Regions from separate parts of the Mus musculus genome. Here all the other regions are linked to region 2. The links are chromatin contacts, called in public HiCAR-type and HiChIP or PLAC-seq maps. All regions are on one chromosome and are shown on one strand. The core of a region is the stretch at or near the end of the contact, and the rest is flanking DNA. Distances in the headings are between cores, read along the strand shown. Region 1 holds the start of Anapc7 (anaphase promoting complex subunit 7). Region 2 holds the start of Mapkapk5 (MAP kinase-activated protein kinase 5). Region 3 holds the start of Atp2a2 (ATPase, Ca++ transporting, cardiac muscle, slow twitch 2).

Evidence for each region. HiCAR-type assays count read pairs that join an accessible place to other places. HiChIP or PLAC-seq counts read pairs in DNA pulled down with a chosen protein or histone mark.
Region 1: an H3K27ac HiChIP or PLAC-seq map of extraembryonic endoderm stem cells shows a contact between it and region 2, with 13 times the contacts expected there. The contact joins the promoter of Anapc7 here to the promoter of Mapkapk5 in region 2. A contact is called at or near these places in 1 of 115 datasets of contacts at active chromatin or transcription factors (extraembryonic endoderm stem cells) and 1 of 9 other capture datasets (liver).
Region 3: a contact with region 2 is called in a HiCAR-type map of astrocytes, with 2.1 times the contacts expected there. The contact joins the promoter of Atp2a2 here to the promoter of Mapkapk5 in region 2.

The regions. Positions count from the first base shown.
Region 1 is chr5:122,419,524-122,424,041 of GRCm38.p6, forward strand. It overlaps Anapc7 (anaphase promoting complex subunit 7), which reads left to right and starts at 2,921. Exons shown (of 11, transcript NM_019805.4): 1 at 2,921-3,155. The coding sequence starts at 3,055.
Region 2 is chr5:121,543,476-121,547,885 of GRCm38.p6, forward strand. It overlaps Mapkapk5 (MAP kinase-activated protein kinase 5), which reads right to left and starts at 2,417. Exons shown (of 14, transcript NM_010765.2): 1 at 1,690-2,417. The coding sequence starts at 1,725.
Region 3 is chr5:122,500,634-122,505,121 of GRCm38.p6, forward strand. It overlaps Atp2a2 (ATPase, Ca++ transporting, cardiac muscle, slow twitch 2), which reads right to left and starts at 1,592. Exons shown (of 20, transcript NM_001110140.3): 1 at 935-1,592; 2 at 298-315; 3 at 98-180. The coding sequence starts at 1,052.

The DNA.
Region 1 (4,518 bases), core at 1,671-4,170, 880 kb after region 2:
GGAGGGTATAGTACCATTGCCCTTGGATATACTGGCAGGCCACACCCCTGGAATCCAGGTAGCATTAGCTTTAGTAGATACAGCTGAACACAATCACTCATCTGTGAAATATTTTTGAATCATCTGAAAACGCAACAATCCCTTTAGCTGAAGCAGCATAGAAAAAAGGCAATTGTAGTGAAGCATTAGATGTAAAGAATTGAGGAAACACTTGAATGCATCAATGGCATGGGCCTCAGGAACACAGACATAATTCCCCAACATAGCTCTTCAGTTCTCACTAGCGGGAGCATTCCCAGCCACAGGAACATCCACGTCCTCATAGCTCTGCTTGTTTTGAATTGCTCTGGTCAGCCGTTCTGGGACCCACAGCTGTTGTGATCCTGGGGAAACACAAGCAAACTCTCTCTCCCAAACCAATTGAGAGCACTCCTCTCTCACCTGATTCAGCCCCTCATTACCTCTCTGGAGTTCTACGTCACATCTTTATCTTCTATGCAATTTCTCACTAACTTCCAGACTGGCAAAACCCCTTTTGGTAAAACCCTCTGTTCCTCTGCAAACCTCAATTCCCCATGGTGCTTGGTGCAACTTGTCCCAAAACCGTGAACCTTAACTTGTCCCCAAAAACGGGAGCCTTAACTTGTCCCAAAACCGGGAACCTTAACTTGTCCCAAAACCGGGAACCTTATCATTACTTTGTGCCTGCTTCCTGGCAACTTTATATTTGCCTCTATTTTATCCGAGGTCCTTCCCAAAACTCCTGGGTTATTTTGTGCCTGCTTCCTGGCAACTTTATATTTGCCTCTATTTTATCCGAGGTCCTTCCCAAACTCCTGGGGTAGTAAGTTTCTCTTACTGTGAACTTACCCTGCTGGCAAACACTGACTGCTGAAAGTTCTGAACTCGTTGGTGGGGGAGTCGGTTCCCCGAATGGGCCACCAATTGTCACGTCCACTCTCGACCAACAAGAACGACACGACCACCAGTCCTTCTAACAGCAGTTTATTCAGCAAACTTCAGTCTCCCTCTCTCTCTCTTCATCTTTTTCTCTCCCAACTTTATCTCTCTCTCTCTAACCCCGGGCCTCTCACTCTTATATACTCTCAGTCCCCATCCACTCACAGCAGGCCATATCACCTCACCAGGCACGCAGCTTCAGCCAATCAGGGCAGCAGGGGCATGTCTCCACCAAAATGGATTCGCCAGTATCCTGGTGCACCTGCGCAGCTCTCATGAAGGTTGTGGCTTATTTTCAGGTGTATGAGGAAGTCAGGTGCAAGTCATAAGACTTAGCTGCAGTCCTGGGCACCTTCTTGGGACTGCTGCCACACCCACTCCTCACGTGGGGTCAAGATGTCTTTGTCATAGGCTAGTGAGATGGTTGAGTGGTTAAGAGCACTGGCTGTTCTTCCAAGGTCCGGAACTCATTTCTCAGCAACCACATGGTGGCTCACAACCAACTATAAAGGTATCTGATGCTATCTTCTGGTGTGTCTGAAGACAGCTACAGTGTATACTCATATACATAAAATAAATAACTAAATCTTTTTTAAAAAATGGCCTTGAATCTCAAATTTAAGCAAACAGCTTCAGTTGTTTACATTTTAATTGCATGTAGTTATTTATTTTGTGCGAGTGAGAGGCACATGCGGCTGTCTCAGAGGACAACGTGAAGGAGTCAGGTCTCTCCTCCCACACAGGGGATTGAATTTACAAAACTAGCCTTGCTGATAAGTGGTTTTACTCTCAGGCTGCCCAGCTTCAACATTTGAAAGTTTTGGTTTCCTTGTCGGCAAAGAAGGACTGACAATTCAAAGTACTTATTTGTTTGTTTGTTTGTTTGTTTGTTTTAAGCGTTTTCAAACAGGGTTTCTCTGCGTATCCCTAGCTGTCCTGGAACTCACCCTATAAACCAGGCTAATCTTTAACTCACAGAGATCGGCCCAACTCCCAAGTGCTAGAATTAAACCACCCCCTGCCAACGTTGTTATTTATTTATTGAATATGAGTACACCATTGCTCTCTTCAGACACACCAGAAGAGGGCATCAGATCCCATTAAATGTGGTTTTGAGCAACCATGCGGTTGCTGAGAATTGAACTCAGGATCTCTGGTATAGCAGTCGGTGCTCTTAACCACTGAGCCATCTCTCCAGATCCAAGTTGTTGTTGTTTGTTTGTTTGTTTGTTTCAATGTATTTTTATGAGTATCTGCATGCCTGAGTGTGTATGTCTGTGCACCACATGCATGTATGTGCCCATAGACGCCAGAGGAAGGAGTCGGATGCCCTGGAGCTGGCCTTTCAGACTGTTGTGAGCCACCAGGTAGGTGCTAGGAACCGAATTCCCCTGCAAGAGCATGCAGTTTTAATTTCTGAGGCGGCTCTCTCCCTCTATGGAAATGGCTTCAGCATTGCGATTTGTGAATATGCAATGCAGTAACGAGTTCGTAAAGGCTTGAGATGTTGACAGTGGGGCGATCAGAGATCCAGCTCATCCCTGTAACTATCTTTTCTTCGCACTTGGATCTAGCGGGTCACTTGGACGGGCAAGCCATGCCTTGCACCAAGGAATCTATTCCCAGTGACAGGGACAAGAGTCGCCAGGAGAGGGGGGCGTGCCACCTTCGCCTAGGACGCTCCCGTAGTTGGAGAAAGCCAGCCCTTGCGCGCCTGATTCGAAAATTCAATTTTTAACTGTCCGTTTTCCGCCTCCGCTGTGTTTAGGATGAACTCCTGTGCATTGTTACTAGCCTCCGCGAGGCATCCATTCCTCTCAGGCTGTCTTTAGCGCAGCAAAACTACGATTCCTACTGGGATGGCTTTGAAGATGATGATGATGGAGAAAACCCTTTCGCCGCTGCTTCTTTTTACTCAGGCACGTCCGTGGCTACCTCCATCTTCGGGGGGCGGAGCCGCGTCTGGACCGGAAGGACCCCGGCGCCGTCTCCATTTTGGAACTTTCCCCGAGCCTCTGCTCTCGGTTCCCGGGAGTTCTGTCCGCCGCTGCCGGTGCCGCGGTGTCGCCGGGGGCCACGGTGTTGCCGGGCAGGATGAGTGTGATAGACCACGTGCGGGACATGGCGGCTGCGGGACTGCACTCCAACGTGCGGCTCCTCAGCAGCCTGCTGCTCACCATGAGTAACAACAACCCGTGAGTTGGAGAGGCGGGGAGGTGGCGGTCCCGGGAGCCGGGGTTGGCGGTGGCGGGGGGACGGTGTGGTCCCGCGGAGGGCTGCGCGGGATCCGGCCTCGGTGGCCTCGGAGTTCTGGCTCCTTCCAGAACGACGAAGTCCCCTGAGTCCCGGGGACCCAGTCCACCGAGTGTCAGCCGTGGGGGTGCCACCCCAGCGGAGGGAGGGGACCCCACTTTCCGAGACTGAGAGCATCGGTGGCGGGCGCGGTGGCGCCTTTTTTTAATTTAAAAGGAACCCTGGCAGTCTAATGTAAGGCCCGACATTGCCGCCGGGGAGTGACTGGTTTTGTGTGGTTGTGTTTACAAACAGGGGTCTCCTGTAGCCCAGGCTAGCCTGCCCCAGGCTGTGTGTGTGTGTGTGTGTAGTCAAGGAAGACCTTGACCTTCTTACCCTCCTGCCTACGCCTCCCAGAAGCTGGGGGGGGGGGGTTAACTGGTGTTTTACACCCCCACCATGCTCTCAGTGTGCGTGTGGACCTTGGGGATCGAACCAGGGATTTCAGGCGTGCTAGGCAAAACACTACCGATGGAGTGACAGTTCTATCTAGCCGGGTTTACTGCGTCTCAAAGGAAGCCCGGGACAGTTGTAGGCTTGAATTGCCTGTAAGGGCCTTGCTTAAAAATTTCCCCATCATTGCTCACTCTTCGACGTGGCTCCGCAAGTCAACCTAGTCATTCCTTTTCTCTAATTTCTCCTCCTGCCCGAGCGCTCTCAGAGCAAGCATTGGCACCGGTGGCTTCACTTTAGAACCGCTGCCTGAGCCGGGCAGTGGTGGCGCATGCCTTTAGTCCCAGCACTTGGGAGGCAGAGGCAGGCGGATTTCTGAGTTCGAGGCCAGCCTGGTGTACAGAGTGAGTTCCAGGACAGCCAGGGCTACACAGAGAAACCTTGTCTCAAAACAAAACAAAACAAAAAAAAATGCTAAGGAAATGTGTTTATTACAGGGAGGTCCAGTAGGTCGACCAAGATCACACCCTGGAGAACATAGAGGAGCGAGTGGATCTGTCTATGATTGGAGATAGTTTGTATTTCAGTCCACCACTGTCTAGTGCTTCCAAAGAACATTACAGTAGCCTTCTACTCCGTGCAGACATTTGCATTTGGCGTGGCTGAGGCTAGTCTAGTGAGACAGCCAAAGGGCTGTGAGGGGCCTGTAATTCAGTCACTACCCCCCACTCCAATTCATTAGTGTGCTTTGGACCGACTAGGCACACACATCATTTGGTCACCAGCTTCTTTTTTTTTTTTTTTTTAAAGATTTTATTTATTTATTTATTTTTATTTATTATATGTAAGTACACTGTAACTGTCTTCAGACAC
Region 2 (4,410 bases), core at 1,167-3,666:
CTGGAGCCCTCTACAAAAGCAATACATCCTCTTAATCACTGAGCCATCTCTCCAGCCCTCCCCAGAAAAAGTTCCGGTTTTTTGTTTCTTTTTTTTTTTTTTTTTTCTTTTTTTTTTTAAAGGATTCAGTATGCCCAAAAAGGATTCAGTAGCCAAGCTGAGTTGGATCCTTGGAACTCACATAATGGAAGGAGAACCAATTTCCATGTGTGTACATGCACTCATATACACACAAACACACAGACACTTAAAATGTATAATACATTTAAAGACTAAAAGAACAATATTGATACTGAGTCAAAACTAAGGACATTCCATTTCTTTTTTGTTTTGTTGATCTGTTTTTGTTATGGCAACTCACTGTGTTGCTTAGGCTAACCTTGAACTCCTGGCCTCAAGCACATGCCACCATAACCCAGCAAATATACATATTCTCAATGGTGAAACAAAATCAATGAAGACTAAATGTATGAAATTGTCAAATACACAGAAAAACATGAAGAATGTTGACACAAAACAAAGCTGTCACTTTAAATTTTAAAATACTCTAAACAAACTCTACTTTAGTAGGTGGTGGTGGCGGCGGCAAACACCTTTAATCCCAGCACTCAGGGAGGCAGAGGCAGGTGGATCTTTGAATTTGAGGCCAGCCTCAAACAGAAAATGAGTTCCAGGACAGCCAGGGCTACACAGAGAAACCCTGCCTCGAAAAAAACAAAACAAAACAAAACAAAAAACAGAAAAGAGTTTGTAGTTTCATGATGGCCTCTTTACTCTTTGTGGCCAAAGACAACCTTGAACTTTTTATTTCATTTTTTTTTTAATGTGTGTCTCCAAAGATGAGAGGGCAACTTGCCAGAGTTGGTGCTCTCCAGCCATGTGGGTCTAAGGATCTTACTCTGGTCACCAGGCTTGGACTGAGGCTCCTCTTCTGAGCCAGATATTAAATCACAGCATTGGCTGGGATCCTCAACTACTGATCCTCCCGCGTGTGTGTGTGTGGGGGGGGGGGTGACCCCTCCCCGTGCCAGTTTCATGCAGTGCAAGGGATCAAACCCAAGGGTTCATGCATGGTGAGTACTCTACCAGCTGGCTATATTCCCAGTCCCATTTGGGGTCGTTTTAGAATACGGGGCGCTTTAAACTCTTCAGAAATAAACTCTTGATTCTTGAGAGTAGACAAGAGAACAGAAGGAAATGAACGCACAGAGAAGGGAAAAGCCAAAGGGCAGGTTTTGGGCAAAGGTAAAGCAACTCCTGAAGTTGAAGGTCTCAAACAGGCTTGGTTCAGAGCCATCAGGAGGGGTCAGAGCCACTGCCAAGTGTCGCAGTGGGTCACCAAGATGCAAATGGACACAGTTGGAGGTGATGGAAACATGAGAGTCCTAAGAAGCCCTCTTATATCCCACTCATATGAAGTATCTCCACACTACTCAACTTCGTTCTAGCTGAGCACAAATTGCATCAACCAAGGAGGCTAGAGGGAATCGGAGACACCACCCTACACAAGCCAACACTCTGGGCCTTCAAATGCGGTCCCCTTCCCCGGGAGGCCGAAAACCGAACTTACTAGATGCTAGGAACTAGAACCTCTACCTCCCATTCAAATTCTCTCTATTTCCCAAGGCCCACGATGAGCGGAATCGCGGTTGTCGACAAAGCAGGGTACGGGTTGCATCTCCCGCTTACCTTGATGGCTTTCTCCATGTCGCTGTCCTCCGACATGCTCCGCTGGGCTCCCACAGCCCGAAGCGGCGGAGGCTGCGCGGCTGTCCCGTCCCCTGGCAGCCGAGGAAGCAAAGGGCTCGGAGCTCGGGGAGACGGGCAGCGCCCGCCCCTAGGGAGCGGAGGGGATGAAGGTCCGGGTGCCGGCTCGGCTTCCGCAGGCGGCTCTAAGCTGGTGGCGGCGGTGGCGGCGGCAGCGGCGGCGGCCCCTGGGGACAAGCCTTTGTGCTGGGCCCCGCGCAGCCGCTTCCCGGCCTCATCCCCGGCCGGGGAGGCAGGCTCCCGGGGCAGGGCGAGGCGGGGAGGGGCCCGGCCTGGAGCGCCGTGCGGGGCTTTGGCGGGGCCGCCGCTTAGGCCTGGGTTCGCCAGCTCCTGAGGAGAAGCCTGCGCCGCCGCCTCCGCCTTCCCCGCCGCCGCCGGCACCAGCACCGTAGCGAAGCCGAAGCCGAGCCCGCCGCCGCTGCCGCCGCCGCCGCCGCCGCCGCCGCCGCCGCTCCCACTGCCGCTCCAGCGCCACACATCGCCGGGACGCCTGCGCCGGGCAGCCCGCCGGCCGCCCGCCCGCGCCTCACCCTCTGCAGCTTCACGCCAGCCATGCTGCCGCGGGGCTCTGCGACCACCCAGCCCCGCGCGCCTCTCGCCGGCATCCGCCGGCCTTTCTGAGGCTTTCCCGAGCCGCGCGGTGGATGTGCAGGCGCCAGCCGGGTCGTCCCCGGGGCGCGCCGCACGCAGCACAGGCCCCCGGGCCTTCCACTGACGTGGCGCTGGGTGAATGACGTAAGACGGCGCGAGGCCTGGCCTGCCGAAAGAGAAGCGGAATGCAGGGAGGGCGCATGCGCGGGAGCCCGCTGCTGAGTGTCTTGTGTTTTGAGCGAAACCTGTGGATGCAGCCAAGGAGTTGGCTGGGAAGTGGGATGGTAACGTGGGACATACAGAAATCTGGCTGTGTGGGAACCAACCGGATCGTGCTCGTCCTGTCAGCTTAGCGGGGTCGGAGATGTTGCTGCCTGCTGCAGCCATCTCAGCATCCCGAGGATGCTAGAAGCGGGAAGGAGGGACAAACGAGTTCTTGGCTTCCATGCGGACGGTTTTAGGACTAGCCAGTTTATGAAGCAGAATTGAAGGTTTGGTTGATTGATTGATTGATTGATTGATTAATTGATTTTTCGAGACAGGGTTTCTCTGTGTAACCCTGGCTGTCCCGGAGCTCACTCTGTAGACCAGGCTGGCCTCGAACTCGGAAATCTGCCTGCCTCTGCCTCCCAAATGCTGGGATTAAAGGCGTGTGTCACCACCGCCCGGCTCTGAAGGTTTTATTAACGATTACTTAAATGGAAGCGTATCCCTGAGAGAGTCATAAGAGACGAGTACACAAAGTATACACAAAGGAGTTTAGTACACGTCCTTTCTGTTAGATTTCTGAGGCAGTTCAAAGGAACAGACAGGGAGCAAAAGAGAGATGGGAGCCTGACCTCTTAACAGTCAGGACTGTGATTACTGGTGCGCACAGCAGGGGGCACAGTCCTCCTCCTGGAAGTTGGACTCCTCTACCAGAGGAAAAAGCTGGCTTCGAGGAGCCTATATAGTAAGGGTGTTAAGAATGCAGAAATATGGGGGGAGAGGCCTCAGGCCACTTCCCATTTCGTTTTATGAAGTTATCTAAATCAATTTAGATATTAAAATCAAAACTTCCAAGTTTTGGCCAGCAGTAGCCTTTGTCCAATGTGCATGGAGGCTAGATTGGGACCAAGAGCTGAGCAAGTTAGTGTCTTGAGGTCTCCCCATAGAGAGCTCTTTTAGATTAGCCTTCAGCCAGGCTAATGGTATGTCCTTTGGAATGGACAGTTTGGAACCCATGGCAGGCGTGCAACCAAGGTAAAAACATGGGTTAAATTGAGTCACCCAGGGGTATCCCTCAGATTTTCGATTAACCAAATGTAATGAGCATATTTAAAAAAAAAAAAAGCCGGTAAACCTGAAAAAAATAGCTTAGTTAGGAACTCCACTACACCCAGTGCTGCACCTGATAACCAGAACCCAGTGACCCAAGATAACCAGACACAGCCCTAGAACCCCATGGCCTCCACTGGACAGTACCTAAACAGAGACAAGAGCAATGCTCTGCACATCTGGAGAGACCTTCATCGGCCCTGCAGCTGGACAGTCTTCCCCAGGATCCTGACCCTTGAATCAGAGGCCACTATTAGAGACTGCACCTGACCTTTTGCTAATATGTCATACAGGTGAGCAGCCTAATACAACATACCTTGCTATACCAACTACCTGTGTCTACATTCTTGCTCACAATAAACATGCTTCAAAAGGAGAGTGAGGGGCTGGAGAGATAGCTCAGAGGTTAAGAGCACTGACTGCTCTTGCAGAGGTCCTGAGTTCAATTCCCAGCAACCACATCATGGCTCACAACCATCTGTAATGGGATCTGATGCCCTCTTCTGGTGTGTCTGAAGATAGCTACAGTGTACTCGTATACATAAAATAAATAAATAAGTTAAAAAAAAAAAAAAAGGAGAGTGAGCAACCCCAGTCTCGCACATTCCCAGGGGTCAAGGTACGGGAAAAAGTACAGGAAAAGTTCCTAGAGCTTTCTGTCAACCAAGTCAAGCAGGCTGTATCAGTCAGGGTTCTCTAGAGTCACAGAACTTAGGGGCAGTCTCTATATAGTAA
Region 3 (4,488 bases), core at 342-2,841, 960 kb after region 2:
AAACACGGAAACTCAATGGTAATTATTTATTTTCTGGTGTCCCAACGAAATTCTTTCAACTTTTATGGGGAGACAAAATAATTTTTTAAATACTTACGAAAGATATACATGCTGCCAGCAGTAAAATTCTAACTAGTAAGTCTTCAAACTGCTCAATCACAAGTTCCAGCAAGGTTTTTCCTGTTAGAAAAGGAAAGGAAAAAAAAAAAAAAAAAAAACAAACCATTTGTTTCAATTGTCCACATCAATCAGCCTGCACACATCATCTCTCCAAAATAACATGTTAATATTATTTACCTTCTTCAGCCGGCAATTCTAGAAGGCCGAAATTCGACAGCAACGTGTCAGGAGGAAAGCAGAAAGAAAAATGAAGATATTGTATTAGCGCTTTTATTAAAAACTGCTAAATTCACCACCATCGTTGTCTGAATGGCGGATATAGGTGTATGAACGTACAACAATCTGTCTCCACTTTGATACCCCGAGAAAATTATTCAGCCCTGGTAATCAGTGGCCTCGGAACTGCCCGTAAGCCCTCTCCGGCCTCCAGGACCATGCAGTCATTTCAGCTGGGTCATCACTTCTGCCAGATGTGCAACTTTGGGGAGCACAAGAAACGGTCCGAGGGTTTCTCAACAACATCGACGCCTCATAAATCCGCGGGGGACTCAGCCCAGCCGCAGGAACCTCCTCCCTCCTTCCCACTCCCTCTCCCCCCCCCCCAATCCGACTCGCTGAGCGCCGGCCGGGAAGGTCACCGGCTCGAGACCCCTAGAGGTCGGCGATGGCCCAGACCCGCGCGTGGACCGCCCGGCCTCTCGCAGCCGTCGGGCGCCGCGCCGAGCCAAGCCCCACGAGGTGGAGCCGGGTCAGCCATCTTCCTTGGCGCTCGGGCCCGCGCCGCGCCGCTGCAGCCCCGGCGCCCCGCACCTACCGTTGGAGCCCCATCTCTCCTTGAGCTTCTTGACCTGCTCCAAGCTCAGCCCCGTGCTCTCGTTGACCCCGAAGTGGCCCAGCACCTCCTCCACGGTCTTTGTGTGAGCGTTCTCCATGGCTGCGGGGGCCCCGGCCGGCCTCGCCTCGCGTCCCCGCGGCCTCCTCGCCTACCGCCTCGCACTCCGGCCGCGGGCTCGTGCCACCGCGGGCGCCCGGGCGCGGACAGCTGTCCCCTCCTTTTTCTTCTCCTCCTCCTCCTCCGCGGCGGCGGCGGCCGCTTCCGCCTGACCGGGGCGCTGAATCACCCGAGCCCCCTCCCCCAGAAACCGCCGCACGCGGCCCGGCCTCGCCGAGCCCGCCCGAGGGACTGCGAGCCTCCCGCCCCGCCGCGAGTGTGGGTCGCTTCAGCAGCTGCCAGCCGGCCGCGGGCAGCGCAGGCCCCGGGCGCTGCGCCGAGGAGACGGGGCGCAGATGAGGAGCGGCGCCGGGCCGAGCCCTCGGCGCCGGGAACCGCGAGGCAGGCGACGGGAGAGGAGCTGCGCGGCGCGCCGGCCCGAGCCCCTCAGCTCTGCACCCCCGACAGCGGCGGCGGAGGGAACTGCGGCGGAGGAGACGGGAGGTGGCGGCGTCGGGGACGGCTCCGCGGAGGCTGCTCTAATAGCATTTATCCGCCGCTGCCTCCCCTCTCGCCGCCGCCGCGGCATGTGGACGCCGCTCATTGGCCGAGAGAGCCCCCAGCGCGGCGCGGGCGGCGCGGCCCCGCCCCCTCCTCCGGCGCCCTCCCGCGCGCGCGCACCGCGCGCCCACGCCGCCAGCAGGCCCCGCCTCCTCCCGCGCGCCGCCCCCCAGGAACCCGGATCGAGGCCGCGCGCGGCGCCTGTGCGCGCGCACGGGGCCAGGGCCACCTCTGCGTCCACGCTGTGCTCGATGCGCTGCGGCCACCGGCGCGGGCGGAGGGTGAGCCTGACTTTTCCGGGGCCACGGCTTTTCCCGTATCGACCGCGCGCGGGGATAGAGCGCGGAGTTCACGGGTGGGCGCTCTGTGCTGGTTGCCCTGCCGCTGAGGTTGGGGACTGGCTGGGACCGCGCATTGGCAGGGAGGCTCGGGAACGCAGGGGGGCCGAGGCGCGCTCGCACTGGTGTCCTTGGCTTGCCTCCGCGTCCTGGGCAGCGCGAGCCGTGCTCTGCATCCTAATGTCTCCTTCAGAGCCCCCCTCAGCAACCAAGGGGAGGAATTCCGCAGTTCCCTTCCCACACAGCCAAAAGCGCTCATCTGTCGCCTCGGGAACACCGCATCCCACACCCCCAGCCGAAAGCCTCATCTCCATCGCACGCCAACACCAGCCCTTCCTTCCCCTGCGGGTTCTGTGCCCCGACAGGGAATCCCACTCTTGGGGGAGGAAGGAGGAAGTTTTATTTCGTTTTTAGTAGCTCACACAGCCTTTGACACACGTCTGCATAGAAGTCACAGGTTATGCTGTAGCAGCTATGCTAGGTGGCTTGGCTTTGGCTTCCAAATGATGGCTGCTATATAAGACTTCCACTTCCCCCAATGCGAGAGAAGGAGCCTTCAATCCCAAATCTATTCTTAAACCACAGATCATCTGTTGTTTCTGTGAGGTCTGTACAGAGCCTAGCATGCAAGGTAATTTTGCCAATATAAAGAGGCTATACGGAGCCCGCCTGTGATCCCACGAACAGAAGTGGAAGCCACGGGATCAAGAGTTCAAGGTCATGGACAGACACTGAAGGAGTTTAGGAGCAGTCTTCCACGTTGGACCTTGTCTAAAACATACAAAATAAATTTAAAAAGCAGAGGAATGTGGGAAGCCATACTTAACAGGGAGGAGGCCCTTTGCATTGAATTTGCAAATATCTTCACAAAATGCGGCTTCATGAAGGGCATAGATTGCAAAATAAAGCATTTCATCTTCTTGAGTGTTTAGCAACGCCACCCCCCCCCCCCAATCACTTGAGACGTCCCACAAGGCTCCGCCTCAAGACTTAAGATAGATTCCTTCAGCAGATGCAAATCATGGTGCTTTACCCGACTGAAAAAAAAAATCAAGTACGTCACTTCATTTAATTATTTCCAAGGAGTGGAGGCTGGCACGCAGTTCTGATTGATACTTGGAACAGGACCAACAGAACCCTACACGAAACAAACAAACAAAAATTCTAGTGTATAGCAATGCACTCCCTAGAAGCAAGGTGGAAACTGGTTAGGTCACAGCCTCTTCTGGAGGATCAGGTGACTGCCTGCGAGGTGGGGGGTGAGAGGGTGGGAGGGATGGAGAGCTGGTGGGTCTCCCTCCTAGCTGGATTCCAGTTCTGTCGTACCTACAGCAAGGGGCACTGAGAGTAGGAAGGTCATGACCTCTCTTAGTTTGTCTGTGATGCTCACTGGGTTTGGCTTTTGTTCTGTAGTCCCCTCCTTCAGGGGCTGGAGGTGCACCCTACAACACGGGTTCCCAGTTTTTCCCTCAGGCCATCTTCCTCCTTGTCCGGTCCCCTCCTGAAAGATGTTTGGTGGTTTTTTTTGTTTTGTTTTTCCAGAGCTGAGGACCGAACCCAGGGCCTTGAGCTTGCTAGGCAAGCTCTCTACCACTGAGCTAAATCCCCGAGTCCCCCCCACCCCCCGGAAAGATGCTTTATTATCTAAAGCAGCTCCCCTCCCCAGGATGCCTACTATCACATTATTCAAGGGTCTCTGCTGCCCTAGCACTTTTCTATGGAAAATACACTGTAGATTTTGTTTAGCTGCTCGGTGCCTGCCTCCTAGCATCTTGTAAGGGCATCCAGACTTGAGAATGAAGCTTGTCTGTCTGGTCCATACTCAGTACAAAGCACAGTCCCCAACATCTGCTCATCATTTATTGAGTGCCTACAGTTTAAATGCATGAAACCAATGAGAGCCCCACCCTCCTCAACCCATCAGTTACTTGGGAAGGGCTCTGCCAGCACTAAGGCCTCAGCAAACGTCTGCTCAGCTCCAGTGTACTAATTTTTCCATTCATCAATAAGCTGGATTTATTTTGGCCTCTGGACCACTTACCTATGAGAAGAATGGCTGTGAAGCTTAGGTTTAAACCAAAAAGAAGGGCTGGAGAGATGGCTCAGCGGTTAAGAGCACTGACTGCTCCTCTGAAGGTCCTGAGTTCAAGTCCCAGGAACCACATGGTGGCTCACAACCACGCGTAATGAGATCTGACACCCTCTTCTGGTGCATCTGAAGACAGCTACGGTGTACTTACATATAATAATAAATAAATAAATCTTAAACAAAACAAAAAGAAGGCAAAACTGCCCTCCCAGAAAAGACAATGCCTATAGTCTCAGAGATCCTGGGACTATATTCCATTGCCCTTCTGGAATGTTCTCTGCAAAGCATTTTCTACTGAAGGTTGGACTGCTCTCTGAAACATTAATATGCTTTCTAGCTGGGCACCTCTTTGCTTAGAGGTTGGCAAAACTGATCATGAACCCAAGACTCCCAGAAGCAGAATCCATGGTCCCTTTTATGTAGAAATAAAGTTGGGAGAAACAAAGGGT